Linked DNA regions of Ovis aries: region 1 is linked to region 2. A link is a contact called in public Hi-C data. All regions are on one chromosome and are shown on one strand. The core of a region is the stretch at or near the end of the contact, and the rest is flanking DNA. Distances in the headings are between cores, read along the strand shown.

Region 1 (4,249 bases), core at 452-2,951, 1.1 Mb before region 2:
TGTCCAAAGTATTGGAACTTCAGCTTTAGCAGCAGTCCTTCCAATGAATATTCAGGGTTGATTTTCTTTAGGACTGACTGGTTTGATCTCCTTACAGTTCAAGGGACTCTCAAGAGTCTTCTCCAGGACCATAATTTAAAAGCATCAAATCTTTGGCACTCAGCTTTCTTTATGGATCAACAGTCACATCTGTACATGACTACTGGAAAAAACCACAGGTTTTATTCAAATTGTGAAATGATTTTGCTCACTGAAAAGTCAGGAAAATTCCTTGTACTTCTTTTCTTGGACATCAACTGAAATAGCAAGAGGAAGTATTAATTCTCTGTATAAGCTATCTATGTCCCTCATGTTGGTGTATCTCTATAGTGGGCCTATGGAGTTTGTTCAAATAAAATATTTTACCTGTGTGACTGTAGTTGAGTAGCTAAAACTTCAAAACTACATATGCTTGCTTTATTACCATAAGCTTATGGCTTTAGCTGAATGCCTCTTTCTTGCTCTCTACAATATAGTAGGCCAGACTGATCTTCTTTTTTTGTTCAGACCCTATCTTCTTGATCTCTATCACCAACCTGCTGAATTGAAGAGAGTTTATATTCCAGTCTTTTTGATTCCAGACTTTAGTGAATGTCCATAAATAAAACAAATTCGCATTTTCTGATCAAGTTATTAATTGAACAGTCTCCAGTAAATGGGCTCGACCTCTATCTAGTCCCTGATTATAAAGAAGGTAGTTTGTTTTGTGCAATAAAAATATACTAACTTATAGAAAATGATTTCTTAGAACCAAATCGAAATAGATGCAATTCACTTTCAGGGAGCCTTGCAGGGCTAGGATGTGACTGCCATCTCCTCTGTGGGGGCAGGAGGTCTTAAGGCCCAACTCATTGGAGCAGCAGTGTCCCCAGGAGTGGCAGCTGGTGATGACTTGCAGAAAGAGATTACCTGTCCCCCACCAGCTGCTGCAACTTCATCCATAGGATCCAGATACAGAGAGTTGAAGGGCGGGCCGTTTCCGGTCTCTCTAGCTCAGCCAGTAAGAAGTATGAGACACGTTTCCAGTGCCCCTACCTGTCCTAAGGTGTTGTGACTTATCTCAGTCATGTCACCCTGAAAAGCTGAAGATCTGTGGCCAGGCCTGGAAATGTGAGCCTTCCTGGGAGCTGCCTCGTGAACGAAAATTCCCTCAAAAGCTGAATCAGAGAGAACGTTTTTCTGGGCAGGTGGGGATTCAAATCCCACTGCTGCTGCTCTGACAGTCTGACTTTGCACCTGACCTCTCTGTGCTTCAGTTGATTAGCAGAACAGGGGCAACACGAGGAGGCAGAGAAGGTGATGCATATCTAGTGTGGCTCCTGGGGACGATGACAGTGTTTCCTTCCATCCCTTCCCAGGAATGCAGTTTTTGTTCTCTGTTGCTTTTTTGAACTTCACAGCATTCAAAAGTCAGCCCCCCAAAGCAAACCGAAAAACATGCTTTGGATGAGAACTCTGATTGTCAAAAGTTTTAACACTCTCATGTCTTCACCTAAGCCCTGGCTTCTGATTTCAAGTCACATTGCCATCAGAAAGATGAACTCTTTGTTTTCCAGCCTGTTTGATAATAAGCAAAGAGATTGGCAGAGAGGTCACCGTCAAGTGACTCCAATATAAACATGAGTTGTCACTAGATGGCGCTGCTTGTCATTATTCATCAAAGACAAGGACACTCTTTTTCTTTCTTTTTTTTCCTCTCCATGGATTTCTGGCCCAGCCTGTCTGCAACTGGGATCCTAATCATGCCAGAACTCTTCTGTTCTCTGAAGGGAGGTTCTATTTTCAACATATTATCATCCAGATCTGAGGACTAAACAGACTCCACCTACAATCTGGGGGAATTACCTTAACAGTGTTGCCTTTATCCAGAAGTGATTTTAAAAGAATATATTGTATTTGGATGTCAATGTTCAAAGGCTCCGAGGCAGAAAATTCCATTTCAAAGAAAGTGTGATTAATGAAGCTGCATAAATCCTATAGATTTATGTAGAGGCTGGAGCAGTTTCAGAAATCACACCATACAAATCAAAGAAGCGGGTTTTTCTACATCCTCTCTCACTTTCTCTCATTCTTATTTTGGTACATCTTTTCCTTTCCTTCTCTCTTTCCCTTTCGAAGTCTCTTGAATGCGCATATCCCAAATTCCAAAACAAGAGGGAATTTGATCGGATATCCTAAGTACAGCCACTTTTAAGCTCTAACCATCACCATTTCTCCTCATTCTTCCCCCAAGAGATGCAGAGACAGAGTTGAGGCTGTAACAGTTAACTCACATAACTCAGACTGCTTATAAAGTTAAGTCAATTCTGGAACTCCATGTAGTAAGACTCCCAGCTTCAGTAAGGGATCTTACTTAAAGAAAGCCAAATTTAAAAAATAACGAAGGTCCTTACTAAAGGTTTTCTAGGTGTTGGGGCAATTCTAGAGATAGCTTCACATAGAAATTTGTTTAAAATCTCCTTTAGACATATCCTTCATATTTCGCACACTTATATCAACCTCTAACTGTACCCCTTACTTTCCTTACTTACTTTTTTTATATTCTTAAACCATTCACTCTTTTATACCCTTCTCTACTCTGACGACATCCTGTTCAGACTCCCTATCTCTTTCATAAACTCTGACATGCTGGGAGTCCCCTCAGCCCCCTGAAAGTGATGTCCTTAGGCCAGTCTGACTATATCTGCTTTCACAAGTGAGCCTGTCGCCCTGCATAACAATGTAGAATGTAGTATTGTGTTCTCTAGTTAGGCTGTGGAGTGTGGTCTCTAATGGGGAAGCACATGAGCTATAGAGTCAGATTCCTGTGTTGCAAGTCCACTTCTACTCATCACTTTTAAGATGACCCTGGGCAAGTTAGTAAGCTTCTCTGTGCCTCTGTGTATGTGCTCTGTGCTCAGTCGTGTCTGATTCTTTGCAGCCCCATGAACTGTAGCCTGCTAGGCTTCACTCTCCATGGGAATTTTCCAGGCAAGAATGCTGGAGTGGGTTGCCATTTCCTACTCCAGGGGCATCTTCTCAACCCAGAGAATATCTGGGTTGTCTTCTGCACTAGCAGGTGGGTTCTTTACCACTACACCAACTGGGAAGCCCATGGCTTAATAGTCTCTCCCTCAAAGGATTGCTGTGAGGATCAAATGAACTGGTATAAGCAAAGCATTTTGAAGAGTGTGTGGTTCAGAAAGAGTACAGTATTCACTGTAGCTTTGTTACGCTCATAACTGCTAAATTATTACTATTAATATATGCCAGGCACAATGATAAGTAAAGAAGGTAAAGAGATGGTGAAAAGTGAAAGTGAAAGTTGCTCAGTCATGTCCGACTGTTCGTGACCCCATAGACTATACAGTCAATGGAATTCTCCAGGCCAGAATACCGGAGTGGGTCACCTTTCCCTTCTCCAGGGGATCTTCCCAACCCAGGGATCGAACCCAGGACTCCCCCACTGCAGGTGGATTCTTTACCAGCTAAGCCACAAGGGAAGCCCAAGAATACTGGAGGGGGTAGCCTATCTCTTCCCCAGAGGATCTTCCTGACCCAGGAATTGAACTGGGGTCTCCTGCACTGCAGGCGGATTCTTTACCAACTGAGCTATGAGGGAAGCCCAAAGAGATGGTTCAGTTCAGTTCAGTTCAGTCACTCAGTCGTGTCCAACTCTTTGTGACCCCATGAAACGCAGCACACCAGGCCTCCCTGTCCATCAAGTAAGAGTATACAAATAGACTATATCTTTGTCTCCATGAAGCTTTCAGGTTAATAGAAGAAACAATTAAGTCAACTGGTACTTGGCCTGCAGCATGATAAGATGATGTAAAGGAACACCGCAGGTCTGACGCCAGTACACACAGATCTTTTGTCCCCAGTGGCGAGTCCAGAGAAAGGTTCCCTTTGGCACTGTGACCCAAAAGGGGTCAAGGATTGACTTTTTCGGAGATAGCTACCAACACACACCTCTTCCAGCTTTTGTGGGAAGGGCATAAGCAGAAAGGCGGGAACCTTGTTCCTGTCTTTCTTGGGTTTTCAGCCTAGCTCCAATGCAGTGAGTCTTGAAGGGAGCACAGCCCAACTTAGCAACTTGGGGTTCTGGATCTTTAGGAGCTCTAGGAGGTTTCCAGAGCAAGGCACATATAAAAGCAGTTCAAGTGAGAAGATGAAAATGGACTTATTTCTGATTGTCTTCCTGGGCACTCCCTGAAATATGCAGGCATCT
Region 2 (4,452 bases), core at 621-3,120:
CTCCTGCGTCTCCTGTGTCTCCTGCATTGCGGGCAGATTCTTTACCACTTGGCAGTCCAAGTGTAATATTCTGGGAAGTTAGAGCAATCAGGCTCTGTCAATAGGTGATGGAGACTGAAAAAGTGTGGGGGCTCAGGAAGAAGAGGCCTGAGAGACAACTGCTGTCTCACTATAGCCACGTGCACAGACAGCGCAGGAGGAACAGGAACCTGGGCGACCAGTGAGAAGTGAGGGGAATTTCCATTGGCCTCTGCCTCGGGCCTTTTAGGTTTTGTTTGTATTTTGTTCGTCTTAAGGCTGTTGCCTCTATTTCTTATGATTATCTCCCTGGCCCCAGGACATTCCTACCACTTATTTAGTTATTATCTCCACTGGAAATCTACTTATCTTTTTAAAAGGTACAGAGCAATTTATGTCCCACCATCATTCTATTTACAATCTTAATCCTACACAGCCAAAGTTAAAAAAAAAAAAAAAAAAGAGTCATTACCTGTACATATTGTGAGTCTACTATTTGGTACATTATTGGAGCTTCAGGATAAAAATAACAACAACAAAAACCAAAAATACACCTCACGCAGCATTTACTGCTCTTCTTTTGACGGGAGATCCCACTACCTACCTGAAAGCAAGCAGGAATTATATTCTCACGCCAGCATATAATTGGCAGGCCCATATTTTGTTTTTGCTTGTTTCTTTCTTTCAGCAAAATCAGCCTGCCTTCTTTCTGACTTTCCCTGCCAACCCTATCGAATTGTGTGAGGTTTACGGATGTACAGTCATTCCTGGGCAACCTGAAAACGAGGGAGACAAACAAGGGGATCCTGCAAAACAAAGGAAAAAAATGTGGTGAAAGTACGAGTGAATAACAGAAGACAGATTTGAGATAATTATTGGAGAGATGACAGAGTATAATCACCATGATTTGTTTTGCCAGATTGTTGTTTCAAAGATAATGAAGAACTATTAAATCAATTTCTTTCCCCCCCCCTCAAGGAAATGAGTACACAGATATTAAAGAATAAATGAAATGAATATTCAGATACTAATTATAAATACTAATTATGATAAGTTTGAACAGCTAGTTACTTTATACAACACTAGAGATACTCGTTATGCAAATGCACAGAGTCTACCCAACGGTTTTATAGATCCCTGGAATTAGGTCCAAAGCTATTGTGCAGAAACAGGAGAGAGGCCCAACTTGGTTGGGGGTCATTTTTATTGCCAATTTAACTAGTGTCAGATTAGTGGGTATTTGACTATCACTAAAACAATGTAGGGCTCAATTCACCAAAGTATCATTTTTACTAATATTTTAGTGAAGAGTGAAGAAGTATTCCTCCCGATACTATCCTGCCATGCGGAGGCACCACTGTTTTCTAGTCTCTAGTAATGAAACTTGCATTAGCAAAAGTGAGCTGGTTGCCTACCAAGAAAAAAAAAAATAATGTCCTTGAGAACTTGGTATCCTGCTGTATTTTATTGCAGTAAAGCCATTTCACCATTCCTCTTCACTGAATGAGATTTTTTAAAATTCCTAAATCATGAGCCAAATTAGTCTAACCCATCCAGCATTTCATGGAAGATCTTCAGTGCAGGATTATTACATGGAACTACAAACTCTTCTGTTTTAGGAAAGTGAAAAAAAAAACATATTTCTCTACCAACAAGAAACATGATCCACTCCACATTCAGAAAGATTTACAAATGCCACAACACAGTTATCTACCAGCAAACATATCATTTCTTTGTTTCGTAGGACACCAAGCATGAATTATTCATGAGCCCCCATTTCAGATGCTTATTGTGTCTGGTGGCAAAGTCTCCGCCTGTTCAGCCCCAGGAAAGCTCGGGCACTCTGCTGCAGGCGCAGTGCTCTGTGCCACCCAGGGGCCAGCCGTGTGCTCTCGAGTTACTAGAGCAGTGCAGGCGGCTCCAGTGGCCTCAGCTGTGGAGACAGCTGTTTGCCCACAGTCTGTGATGGCAGAAATGTGTGGTAGGCTTCCCCCTAACAGCATGCCCCCCCCCCACACACACTCCCATGCCATGCGTCATGCACACACTACCACCGAAGGGATGCTAAGAAGCCCACGATTTGGGGACCAAAATGAGCAATGCACCGCAGTTTAGAAATAGCTCTTTATCTTATATACAAAATTATTGGATAGCAGGTACAGTCTCAGAATCTAAACCCTTCTTATTATTTATGTATCAAAAAGTTTGTGCATGCATGAAATTGACATGATTTCCTTATTTACTTATTTAATGTATTGATTGATGTGCCAGGATCCCACAGGCAGCAGGGACTTTTTATTTTTTAAAGATTATTTTAAAAGAAATAGATAGCCATCGGGCATTCCACAACACGGTCCAGTCAAGGCCTCCTTAATGGTGTGTATTCATAAGGAATTCCTTTCCGTTCTTGCTTGCTACCTGTCTGTGGCTATTCATTGACATAGAATATTGCACCTTGTACACAATAGGAAGTGACAAGGGTGGAAAAAATTATTAGGCACGGAAGGGTAAAATATGGGGAGAAAATCTGGATCAAACAGCAGCATCCAACAGTCAATATAATCATCTATAGTAGGCAATCCCTTGCTTGGAGCTTGAGCTGGAAGTGATAGAAAAACTCTACTACAATGAGCACTGTTAAAATTCCATCCGGTATCATTTCCATGCAGAAGAGCGAGGTGCAGACAGAAAAACATCCCACAGTAAAAATTCCTCTCATAGACCTTGGATCATCTGTTTATCTTACAGGCACTGACTTACTTTCATTTTGTAAATAACTGAATTGGTCAATGTAATAAAATTAAATTCTCCGTAAATGTTGAAAGATTCTTACAAGGAAAGTTTCATAGATGTCTTACTAGCATGGCTCTTGAATTCTATTCATTACGTTATTAGGGGGTTCTAATGTTGTAATTGGTCTTGGTGAATAGGGATCAGATCAGGAGATGGGGGCACCCGTTTACAGAAATGGGATACTGAATTCGGCAGACTCACATTCACTCAATGTTCTATGTGTATGACGTTTGTGTAAGATCTCTGTCCCCTCACTTCCAACCGAACTCTAACTTGACATAATGCGGCATAGAATGGCACCAGTCATCAGGCTTGCATCAGAAATTCATTTTATTTGGATTCAATTCAGACTCTTAACGAACTGATTCCTGTAAATGCAGCAGATGGGAGCGAAGCAAATGGGAGCGTGTGTGCGGCCTCACACTCAGCATCACTGCTGCTTCCCTGTGCTAAAGCCTTCCCTGAGTTAGCTGGTTAGTTAGTTAGCTAATTAGTTAGGCACACTCCAACTGAAAGTTTTCATTATAATTAACACATTTATCCTACCAGTCCACCAAACGGAGGCATGAAAATCTACCGTCCAGCCAAGGCAAGTCGATTCTTTCCTTAGCTTTCTCTCTGCTCATGATAAATGTGGTGAGTGTTGCCAGAAGATGGCCCAATGGTTTATAAACCTGGCAAAGCTGTAGCCAGAGCTTCTTTGCTAAAGGTCAATTAAAAATGTTCATTGCACTGTAAACAGAATTCTCCATAGAAGATTGCCACACAGTGCCCAGAGTGGTCTCTTAATACAAAATATCAATTTGATTTTCCTCAGGAGATTTGCTCTCCTTTTGCAATGCAAATATTTTCAAGTGTACTAAACACGTTTTAGCACCTCAACATAGGCACTAAAACTATTTGCATGCAAAATTACCCAGAGTAGGCAGACAGGCACAAGCTTATGCTAGCACCATATGTGCTGAAGAATTTGAGCCAGGAAACAACTAGTATCTGGACGTTATTTACAATTTAAATTTAATTTTACATTATTATTCAAACGAGAGCTTATATATAAAGTCTCTATTAAAATTAATGTTTCACATGGAACAAAATTTCACCTAAAATTGCATGTTTAATAGTGTTGGGCTTTTTTGTTCCAGCTGTCTAAACCACTCAAGAAGGACAATATGGGCACTTTTGTCCCTTGCTTTTCAACTACCTGAGTGCGGGGTTCGTTTTCCCCTCTAACAACTCTCAGAAAGAGCAGCGAAATTAATGTTGTTTGGAAGGCCCAGAAAGCAACACAAAACAGAAACCAAGCCAGACACTTGGAAGTGCAGAAGTGATTTGAAGAACCACACGCCACTTGGACATAGCCTGGAACACTGTCCACGTTCAGATTTTGAGAGAAAAAAGTCATTTTTTTCTTCCGAGAAACTCCCCTTCGTATTTTGTGAGCATAAGAAATGACTCTGGTTAAGCATTTAATTTGCAAATTGCAGTGTCTTGCCGTGTCCTAGGAACGCAGCACCTCTTTATGTACTCTGGAACACTGTTAACCCTTTCTCTCCATTACGCCTTCAGAGTACCTTGATGGAGAAATCAGAAGTCTATTGGCAATGTCTGGATGGTGTGTTTAACAATTACTTGTTCATGCAG

Evidence for each region. Hi-C and Micro-C count contacts between places; a contact is called where the count stands out from the background.
Region 1: a Hi-C map of tail adipose tissue shows a contact between it and region 2, with 5 times the contacts expected there. The contact joins two enhancer-like sites. A contact is called at or near these places in 5 of 16 Hi-C or Micro-C datasets (mixed tissues, muscle, skin fibroblasts and 1 more).

Annotation. Positions count from the first base shown.
Region 1 is chr2:83,086,468-83,090,716 of ARS-UI_Ramb_v3.0, reverse strand. No RefSeq gene overlaps it. Among named protein-coding and RNA genes, the nearest start is that of TRNAH-GUG, 6.2 kb to the left of the region's middle. Within about 2 kb of position 1,701, at least 6 of the 54 cell types and tissues checked have an H3K27ac peak or open chromatin away from gene starts, as enhancers often do.
Region 2 is chr2:81,954,994-81,959,445 of ARS-UI_Ramb_v3.0, reverse strand. All of the region lies in intron 2 of MPDZ (multiple PDZ domain crumbs cell polarity complex component), which reads left to right. Among named protein-coding and RNA genes, the nearest start is that of MPDZ, 320 kb to the left of the region's middle. Within about 2 kb of position 1,870, at least 9 of the 54 cell types and tissues checked have an H3K27ac peak or open chromatin away from gene starts, as enhancers often do.